Linked DNA regions of Mus musculus: region 2 is linked to region 1. A link is a contact called in public HiChIP or PLAC-seq data. All regions are on one chromosome and are shown on one strand. Each heading gives the region's core, a stretch centred on a gene start, on an enhancer-like site or on the middle of the called end of the contact. The rest is flanking DNA. Distances are from core to core; before and after follow the strand shown. Region 1 holds the start of Gli1 (GLI-Kruppel family member GLI1). Region 2 overlaps Agap2 (ArfGAP with GTPase domain, ankyrin repeat and PH domain 2).

What was found. HiChIP or PLAC-seq counts read pairs in DNA pulled down with a chosen protein or histone mark.
Region 2: a contact with region 1 is called in an HNF4G HiChIP or PLAC-seq map of pancreatic cancer cells. The contact joins the enhancer-like site here to the promoter of Gli1 in region 1. A contact is called at or near these places in 1 of 484 Hi-C or Micro-C datasets (differentiating embryonic stem cells), 5 of 115 datasets of contacts at active chromatin or transcription factors (embryonic stem cells, memory CD8 T cells and pancreatic cancer cells) and 1 of 9 other capture datasets (liver).

Annotation. Positions count from the first base shown.
Region 1 is chr10:127,339,122-127,343,671 of GRCm38.p6, forward strand. It overlaps Gli1 (GLI-Kruppel family member GLI1), which reads right to left and starts at 2,458. Exons shown (of 13, transcript NM_010296.2): 1 at 2,438-2,458; 2 at 2,084-2,197.
Region 2 is chr10:127,089,287-127,093,836 of GRCm38.p6, forward strand. Agap2 (ArfGAP with GTPase domain, ankyrin repeat and PH domain 2) reads left to right here. Exons shown (of 19, transcript NM_001033263.5): 13 at 1-72; 14 at 856-915; 15 at 1,141-1,289; 16 at 1,386-1,476; 17 at 1,589-1,811; 18 at 1,907-2,162; 19 at 2,284-3,884. The coding sequence ends at 2,526. Among named protein-coding and RNA genes, the nearest start is that of Agap2, 13 kb to the left of the region's middle. Within about 2 kb of position 2,420, at least 45 of the 459 cell types and tissues checked have an H3K27ac peak or open chromatin away from gene starts, as enhancers often do. A contact at or near this core is called in pancreatic cancer cells, where this site is marked.

The DNA of each region.
Region 1 (4,550 bases), core at 1,208-3,707:
GACTTCAGAGCAGAGCGTCTCCCCGACTTTTGAGTAAAAAGGATGAGAGCTAAAGTCATTCTGAGGCGGTTTAACTCTGGGTTTACCTATCCCGTTTGGTTTTGGGGGAAATCGGGAAGGGGCTGTCAGGAAAGTCTTAATGGGAATGAGAAAACGAAGTCCTCAAGGCTAGAGAGAGAGGAGCTGATGCGAGGTCCGCTTTCCCTCAACAAGTTTTTACTCCACTCCAGGTTTTTCAGCCTTCCGGGAACGGAGGGTGGGGTGGGGCGGGGTGGGGTGGAGAACCACTGGGAGCGGGCCGGCCGGCGCGGTGGGTGATCCCGGGATGCTGGGATTTAGGGTGAGGGCGGGGTAAAATGGGGAACGGAACCCGGACCCTACGACCCAGCCAAAGTGCTGTAGCCCGGGCTACCTTTGCTAACTCCTCCTTTTCCAGCCGAGACCCGAATCCCGCATCCAAGACCTCCCAGCTCGACATTGGCACTAACGTGGGGGTGGGGGGCACAGCTGGCTGGCAGCTGGATGAGGGGGCACATCTCCCGCCTCTCTCCTCTGTGACTCATTCAAGGGAAGGGAAGGACTTGTAAAGGACCCCCAGACACTAGAAGTTCCCTCAAAGTTGTCACTCTTCCTGTTCCATTGCCCGAGAGCTCCAAGAGACAGGATAAAAACGGGGCGACAGCCCCCTTCACCGAGAGCCACCGCCTACACTCACGCCTCCCTCTTCATACTACTAACTTTTCCAGTTTCAGTAAAGGTTTTCTGGGCTGGATGGGAGCATGAGAATTAGCCTACCAAAGACCCGAATCATCTTCGCAGTCTATTTTCTAGAGTCCTCTACGTACGTACCCCTTCTCCCCAACTCCCTGGAGTCGGCCCCACCCCCTTTTCCCGGTCCCGCCTTCCCCGCCCCCGTGCCTTCTCGGCCCACCCAAGTCGCCGCCGCAGGCTCTGGCTGCAGACGGCTCAGCTTCCCCGCCCGCCTGGGGAGCCCAGAAAAGCGAGGGGGGGGGTGAAGGGTGGAACATTCTTCCCTCTCTCAGCGCATCCTGAAAGCAGGCAGTAGCGCCCGGGGGGGGGGGGGAGGCACTATTGGAAAGTGGGGTCCCTATAGTGGAGTGGGAAAAAAGAAACCAGAAACTAAGAGAAAGAAGTGCCTGTGTAAATAAGGTGTGCGCGGAGAGGACACCTTGGATTCCTGGGTATCTCCGCCGGCTTCCTAAGGGTTAACCCCTATAGACCCCCGGGAACCCCCTAGTGACGTCAAGAGTGAGTCGGAGACGTCTGTCCGGCGGGGATGCCCAGAGAGATAATGGAGGGGGGTCCTTCTGAACCCCGCCCCCCTAGGGTAAATCACCCGCGTTCACGAACTTTCTTCCCAGAAGAAAACTGCCCATCTTTTCTCCCCGTACTGGAAGGAAAGACCTATACCATAAAGTCCCTGGTTCTCCGGATGCCCCAAACCCTCGGCCTCTACGGAGTTTCCTTTCCTTGATGCTGTTCCCAAAGCTAACTGTCCTGGGTTGATTGTTTCAGGGTCATGGGGCCTGAAAGAGGATTCAGAGCGGGGAGCAAGGGCAGGCAGGGTGGTCTGAGCCAGAGGAGGGGCCTCGGTCCCCAGATCCCGCTTGGGCGGGGGGCCAACAGGGATACACAAGCTGGCAGTAGCCAGTGGTCCCGCTCTGCCCCAGTAGGGGTCTCCCGGCGCCTGGCTTCAGCTGCCCCGGTGGTCCTGAGGTCAGAGGGTCAAAACAAGGTCTCCCCAGCTCTTCCTCTTCCTCGGGGGCCCTGCCCACAGTCTTTGGGAACTCAGAAGTCCAGAATTCCTAGGGATTTTCTACGGCCTACACCGCATGTTAGGAAACCCACCCAGCCTCCTCCCGAGTCCAAACCCACTCCTTTGCCCCTAAACCCCATGTGCACATCTGTCACAGCCACAGGTCAGGAGTCCAATCCCAGCCCGGCCCTCAGGGGTTCTGTTGCCTGGCACACCGCTACTCCCACCCCACTGAGCGCTCCCTTCTTTTGCGGTGGGTCCCGTCTTAGAAACACTGACGTCTTCCAACGGCGCTCAGAGACGCACCTGGAGTTCCCTCTACCACGCAGACCTCCAGCTGGCCGTCCCAACTGCTTCTTCATCCCAACCTCAAGAAAGGGAGAGATTTCTAGTATGTGGGAGAGGCGCGGACAAAGAGACCTGGGACAGACACAGATTGTCAGAAAAAAAGAAGGGGATGCAGAGAAAAGAAGGCACAAATTAAAGCAAAACAAGAAAACACCCAAACTTCCTAATTGCTCTCCCCAAACTCTCCCAACCCCATATTGCCTCTGAGCCCCAGGTCTCCTTCTGGGATAGGGTGAGTCCCTAGGCGTCAGAGCATCTCCTCAGCCCCTCCCCCATCGCTCCCAGGTGGTCTCCCGCCTGCCCCCCTCTCACCTCCGTCGGGGCGCGGTGCTCGGGATGCGTGGTCCAGGGCTGGAAACTGGGCTGGGGGGGGGGGGAGGTGTGTGGCGGGGAGGGGGGTCACAGGGCCACTGCAGCGCAGCTTCAGTGCCACCCCACCCTCCCAACCTGGCCCCCAGCCCTCCCGCCGGCCCAGCCCGCCGGGCCTCGAGCCGGGACCACCCGCGAGAAGCGCAAACTTTTTTTTTCCCCTTTGCAAAAACTTTTTCTCGCTGTTGCCACCCGCACGCTACGGCTCTTCCCGCTCACTTCCCTCGTATATCCTTCCTTCGGACCGTTCTAGAAGATGAGCTGGGTGGATAGAAGCTAGAGAGGGGGTGCCGGGCTTATGGCACCCCCAGGACCCCCAGGATCCTCCCCCTCCCTTGAGGGACCCTATACTGCCTACTACCCCCCCCCCCGCCCGAACACGCTGCTCTTGGTGGACAGTAAATCCCGGCGCGGATCCCTGGATCGGCTGTCCACGAAGAGGCTCTGAACCAGAGCCAGGAAAACATTGAGGAAAATATTGCGCGGCGGGAGAGGGAGGGGGGAAAGCTCACCCAGAAAGTTAAACCAGAAGCCTCGGTCTTCGGCTTCATTGGTCGTAACTGAGCTTTCCCCATGTCGTGGTCTGTAGGCCAGCCTCACTCTTTGGATGGAACGTGGAGCATTTGGAGAGTTGGGGTTTGGGAGAAAGAAGTTGGGTTGACTGATGTAGAGGAGGGGAGGGGGTGCGACCTATGGAACATGAAGGAAGAACACGGGCTAGAGTTCTAAGTGCAGAATGTGCATTCACAGATCACTGAGGACAGTGGTGCTCTGTGTAGAGTACCTCTCTGGAGAAACTCCGTTCTCCATCTCCAAATTCTGGACGCAGTTGCCACCTCCACACCTCTCTCTTTAAGGCTTTTCGCGCCCTCTGCTGGTCGTCCTAGCACATGGCACCCCTCGGAGTGGAAATGATTGCACTGGCGAACTTAAGGAAATTTGACAGGTTCCTGTCCCCAAAGCCCAATCGGATGCCCAGGGAGCTGCGTGAGCTCAAAGAAACAGAAGGGCACGCCAGGGAAGATTGCGAGCCCCTTGGGTAGTTCGTGATAGGGGAGTACCCTGTCTCTTTGAATCTGTGTTACCATGGTGACTGGACACAGAGAGAGGGCCTCTATTTCAGTTTCCCACCTGAGAAAGACTCAAAAGCATGGCGGGGTGGGGAGAGAGAGTCTTCCCTTAAACAGATCTCTCAGGCCATAGCGCTGTTTTTAAACCACCTTCTTGGCTCTGCAAAGTAAGTGTTTTTTGTTTGTTTGTTTTTTGTTTTTAAATTAAGATGGGCCAAGCAGTGGTGGCATACACCTTTAATCCCAGCACTCGGGAGGCAGAGGCAGGCGGATTTCTGAGTTCGAGGCCAGCCTGGTCTACAGAGTGAGTTCCAGGACAGCCAGGGCTACACAGAGAAACCCTGTCTCCAAAAAAAAAAAAAAAAAAAATTAAGATGAAGACAGGGACACATATGAGACCTAACAAGTGCAAGGAGTCACAGTAGAAACAGATAAGGGACAACACTCCATATAACTGACAAGTTACATCCATGAAATTTACAAGGTACCCACAGCCAGGCCAGACCAGTAACCACAGAGAAAGAGTTCTACACGTGTCATGTGACTTGTCTTACACAGACTGACAGTTTTGGAGCCTTTTGAGTTCTGCGGAAAGGGAAATGCTTTTGTGTTTTGATGACAGACTGTTACTCAGTAGTCCAGGCTGACCCAGAGTTTACTCAGGAGCCCAGGCTGAGCTCAGGCTCACAGCTGTCCAGGCCTCAGCCTCCCCAGTGCTTCGGTGACAAGCACAAACCACAAGACTGCTTTCTCCTGTATTCACTTAAAATTAACTGTTTTATTTCCAGGCTGTCTGGCGCACGCCTTTAACCCCAGCACTCGGGAGGCAGAGGCAGGCAGATCTCTGAGTCTGTCTGGTCTACAGAGTGAGTTCCAGGACAGCCAGGGCTTCACAGAGAAACCCTGTTTTGAGATATATATGTAATTTTTATTTATGAGTACACTGTAGCTGTCTTCTGACACTCCAGAAGAGGGCATCAGATCCC
Region 2 (4,550 bases), core at 1,170-3,669, 250 kb before region 1:
TGGTGAAGAAGCAGAGGAGGAAGAAACTGTCCACGCCTTCTAAGACTGAAGGCTCGGCTGTGCAAGCTGAAGGTGAGGCTGTGGTGGGTAGTTCCACTACCACTCTGGCCCCCCTCCTCCCCTGTACCCGAACCCCTGACCTAGCTCCTGCAGAGCAGGATAAGTCCTGAGCTGGGTGCTTGACTCTCATTACCTCTGCACATAACTGTGTGGAAAGATGGATGGACAGCAACCAGCTCTTGTCCGTCCAGTCCCCAGCCCTGTTCTTTTCCTGACCTCTAGTCCCTGCCCGTGTCTACACTTCTGACCCCATCCTCTGCACCCACATCTAGTTCTGCAGCCCCTGAACTCAGTGTCCCTACTGACTCCCCCAATCCCTACTCTCATTCTCACCTATGAATGGCAGGTTCCTCCAAGAGCCCTTCATCACTGATCCCTAAGCCCCTCCCCCAACCGCTATCCCTGTTCTGCTGACTTCTAAGTCCCAGGGTCCCGATCCCAGCCTCTTGCCCCCTTTCCTACTGTCCACACAAATTCTGACACCCCTTTCCCCACTGAGAGCACGTTTCTCTCTGGTCACAGTCCCTGCCCCCCTGCCCTGTCCTCCTCCGGGTGCTTGGACCCAGGTTCCAGACCTGCCTATTCTCACGGCTCTTGGCTTCCGCTCCACTCTGCTCCGGGGCCACTGACTTCAGTTCTGCTTTCTCTCCCCATCTGTCTGTCCTGCTTTGTCTCTGGCACTCTCTGTCACTGTCTGTCTGTCTCTCTCTCCATCTGCCTCCTTCTCTTCTTGGTCTCTCTCTCTTTCTGTTTGCTCTTCATTCTGTCTCTATCTTCTTCGCTTCGGGAAACCAGCCAAGCGCAAAATGTGGAAACTAAAATCCTTTGGTAGTTTAAGAAATATTTATAAAGCAGGTAACAAGTGGGAGCCGGGAGGGGTGCTCAGCTGGGGTGCAGAGGGGTGGGGGGCCCTGCCTCTCCCTGCATGTGCTCGGGCTTCCTGCTATTTCCCACCCTCTGCTCCCCCTTCCTTCTACTGTCCCCCTCCTAAGGGCTCCAAGGACATCAGGGAGGAAGGGTTTGGGGGAAGGCCTCCTGCTTGAACTCTGCCCCTCATGACCTCTCCATCCACCCACTCAGAGGAAAACTTTGAGTTCCTGATCGTGTCCAGCACTGGTCAGACGTGGCACTTTGAGGCAGCCAGCTTTGAGGAGCGGGATGCTTGGGTTCAGGCCATTGAGAGTCAGATCCTGGCCAGTCTGCAGTGCTGTGAGAGCAGCAAGGTCAAGGTAACCGATTTGATGCTATGGATGGAGGCTAGCAGGAGAGGCTGGGGGGAGGGTCAGAGGTACGCTGTGCCAGAGCTAACTTCAACTCCTCTGCAGCTGCGCACTGACAGCCAAAGCGAAGCTGTGGCCATCCAGGCGATCCGCAACGCAAAGGGAAACTCGACCTGTGTGGACTGTGGAGCTCCCAGTAAGTGCAAGGGCACCGCTGAGGGAATTGGAGGGTGGGGTCCCAGAGTACGGAGTTAGCTGCAGTTCGTTGAATGGTGGGGTGTTTGTCTTACTGTTGCATCCTGTCTCAGACCCCACGTGGGCCAGTTTGAATCTGGGCGCACTCATCTGCATCGAGTGTTCTGGCATCCACCGGAACCTGGGCACACACCTGTCCCGAGTGCGTTCACTGGATTTGGATGACTGGCCGCGGGAGCTGACCCTGGTGCTGACGGCCATTGGCAACGACACAGCCAACCGCGTGTGGGAGAGCGACACTCGAGGCCGTGCCAAGCCTACACGGGACTCTTCGCGGTAAGGATCGAGGATCAGCGTGAGGGTGTACGATTCCTGGGAGGTCCGGATAAGAGGTCCCTTATAACTCTTTTCCTTGGTCCCTGGTGCTGCAGGGAGGAGCGTGAGTCGTGGATTCGCGCCAAGTATGAGCAGCTGCTGTTCCTGGCGCCTCTGGGCACCACGGAGGAGCCGCTGGGCCGCCAACTGTGGGCCGCTGTGGAGGCCCAGGACGTGGCCGCCGTTCTGCTGCTTCTGGCCCACGCGCGACATGGGCCGCTCGACACCAGCGTGGAGGACCCGCAGCTCCGCTCGCCGCTGCACTTGGCGGCCGAGCTCGCCCACGTTGTCATTACACAGCTGCTGTTGTGGGTACGTGAGCGGAGAGGTAGGGAAAGGGAGCCTGGAGGTGGGCTTGGAGGTGTCGGGTGGGCAACATGTGGGTGGAGGTCCCCTGGATGGTGTGTGGTCACACGACCTTTTCCTCCTGCAGTATGGCGCAGACGTGGCGGCCCGCGATGCGCAAGGCCGCACGGCACTGTTCTATGCCCGCCAGGCTGGCAGCCAGCTGTGTGCAGACATCCTTCTCCAGCACGGCTGCCCGGGAGAGGGCGGCAGCACGGCCACCACGCCCAGCGCGGCCACCACCCCCAGCATTACCGCCACGCCCAGCCCGAGGCGCCGGAGCAGTGCTGCCAGCTTGGGCCGCGTGGACACCACGATCGCGCTGGTATAGTTGCCCAGCAGCGGGAGAGACACCCCCCACCCCCGCGCGGGCCGGGCACGACTACACCGGGTGGACCGTTGGACAGATGCACCCACTCACCTCTCCAGTCCGCACCCCGCCCCACGGGAGCACTTTCTACCCCCACGAGGGCACAGCCCCGCACGCCTCCCAGGAGACACAAACTCACCTCCCTCTCCCCAGTGAGGCATGGAGACCCTAGCTCATCACGCCCCTACTTCACAGCTTTCTTACTTGGATTGCCCTGGGTCTACCTGCTGGGTGTTTGTAGGTGGGCACTCCCTTGCAGCTGTTCCGGGCTCCAAGGTGTTTGGACTTGCTGGCTTGTGCCCCCCCTAGGGGCGGGGAAAAGATCCAATCCTGCCTGCGTTCTACAATCGGGTGGCGGGAGCCGAATCCCAGGCTGGCTCCTGGGGCAACTCCACGCCAGAGGGAGGGGTTAGTACGTGGAAGACTAGCCCTGAGATTTGGGACCAACTTGGGGACCCCACCCCTTCCATGCTAATCTCACTGCCCAGTGAGGGGGGAGGGCAGCGAGGGGCAGGACCCCTGCTGCCCATGGAGGTGGAGGGGTCCCCAACCCTTTCCGTGAAAGGGACCATGAGGAGTGGAAATCAGATATCCCCCCTCTACCTATCTTATGAATGGAAGCTAAAGAGCCAGGGGGAGCCGAGAGCCTGGGTCCTTCCCCTTACGATCATGGGGTAGAGGGAGAAGGATTGGAACAGGAGGTGACTAGAGAGGGGCCTTGTAATTTATTGCTTTGTTCCCCAACATGGGGATGGGGTGGGTAGGGGCGAGGGGAGGGCATATCAGGGTAGGGGAAGCCAGGGGTGGGCAGGGGTGGGGTAGGGTGGGGGTGCTCTCGGGTTGTGTCTGTGACCGTGACTGCGTACCTGTGACTGTGCAGCGCCCGTGGTGATCTGGGGTAGGGGGCACCCCTACAACGGGACCCCTCCCCCATAATCCTTTCTGTCCAGCCCCTCTCTCCCTGGAGCAGCTCCAGGTCCGTTTTTTCTATCCTTTGCTCCCTCCCAGCCAGGGCTGAGAGGGTGTGTAGTGGTTGGGAGGACTTTAAGGTCCTGGCCCCCATCCCCAGAAAGGGAGAGGTGGTGTGGACTTATCTGGCCCAGCCCTGCCACCCTTAGTCAGCCCGGCTTTGGGCTGTCTGTGTCAGTGGTTTCCGGTCTTTTTTTTTTTTTTTTTTTTTTTTTTTCCTGGCTAAAATATTTTGCAAAAGACCAGGTAATTGGGGAGTGGAGTGAAGAGGGGGCAGGGGTTACCCCCCTCACCTCCAAAGCAGGTGGTGTGAATCTTAACAGCAATTAAAGAGCAAGTGATTTTGTCTAGGGGGTGAGATGCTGGTCTGTTATTCGACAGGCAGGTGAGGGTGTGGTCTCCATGTTGGGGATGGGAAAGGATTAAGCAGAAGTTCTGGTTTCTGGGCTGGGGCTAAGACAGCACCCATGGGCACAGAGGTAGTTCCAGCTTTGTACAACAACCCTGGGTTTATGAGGTAGGAGCAACAGTGGGAACCCAAGAGCAGATGTTAGATGCACAATTGATGCTGAGCCTGGGAAGGAGTTGGAGCCTGGTGTTTGGAGAAAGAGACAGGCCTCGGGAGTTGAGGACTGAGAAGGTGGGGTTGTTGGACAAGTGAACCCAGTGGCCTCTTAGTGTTGAGGGGACCCCTGTAAGTGCAGTGACCCTGGGGAAGATGCTTTGGTCACTAGGCAACAGAGCTGATGGAGGTGGGACAGTAGGGACTGAAGGGGCAAAAGATTTCCCAACCATTCGGCAGGCCCAAAGGTCCACAAGGTCCAGGTATTTGCTCACTTTTATTGTTTTAGGGTCACCTGGTCATGGTGGCCTGGGTCATAGCATGGCAGCTTGCACATAGCCAGCCCTGCCTTTTGTGTGTAGAAGCTGTAAGCACCAGGCCTGATAAAGGCTCAGCCAGGGTGGTACTGGGCTAGTGGCTAGAGCAGGTTGGGTCCCCACCTGCTATCGTCTAC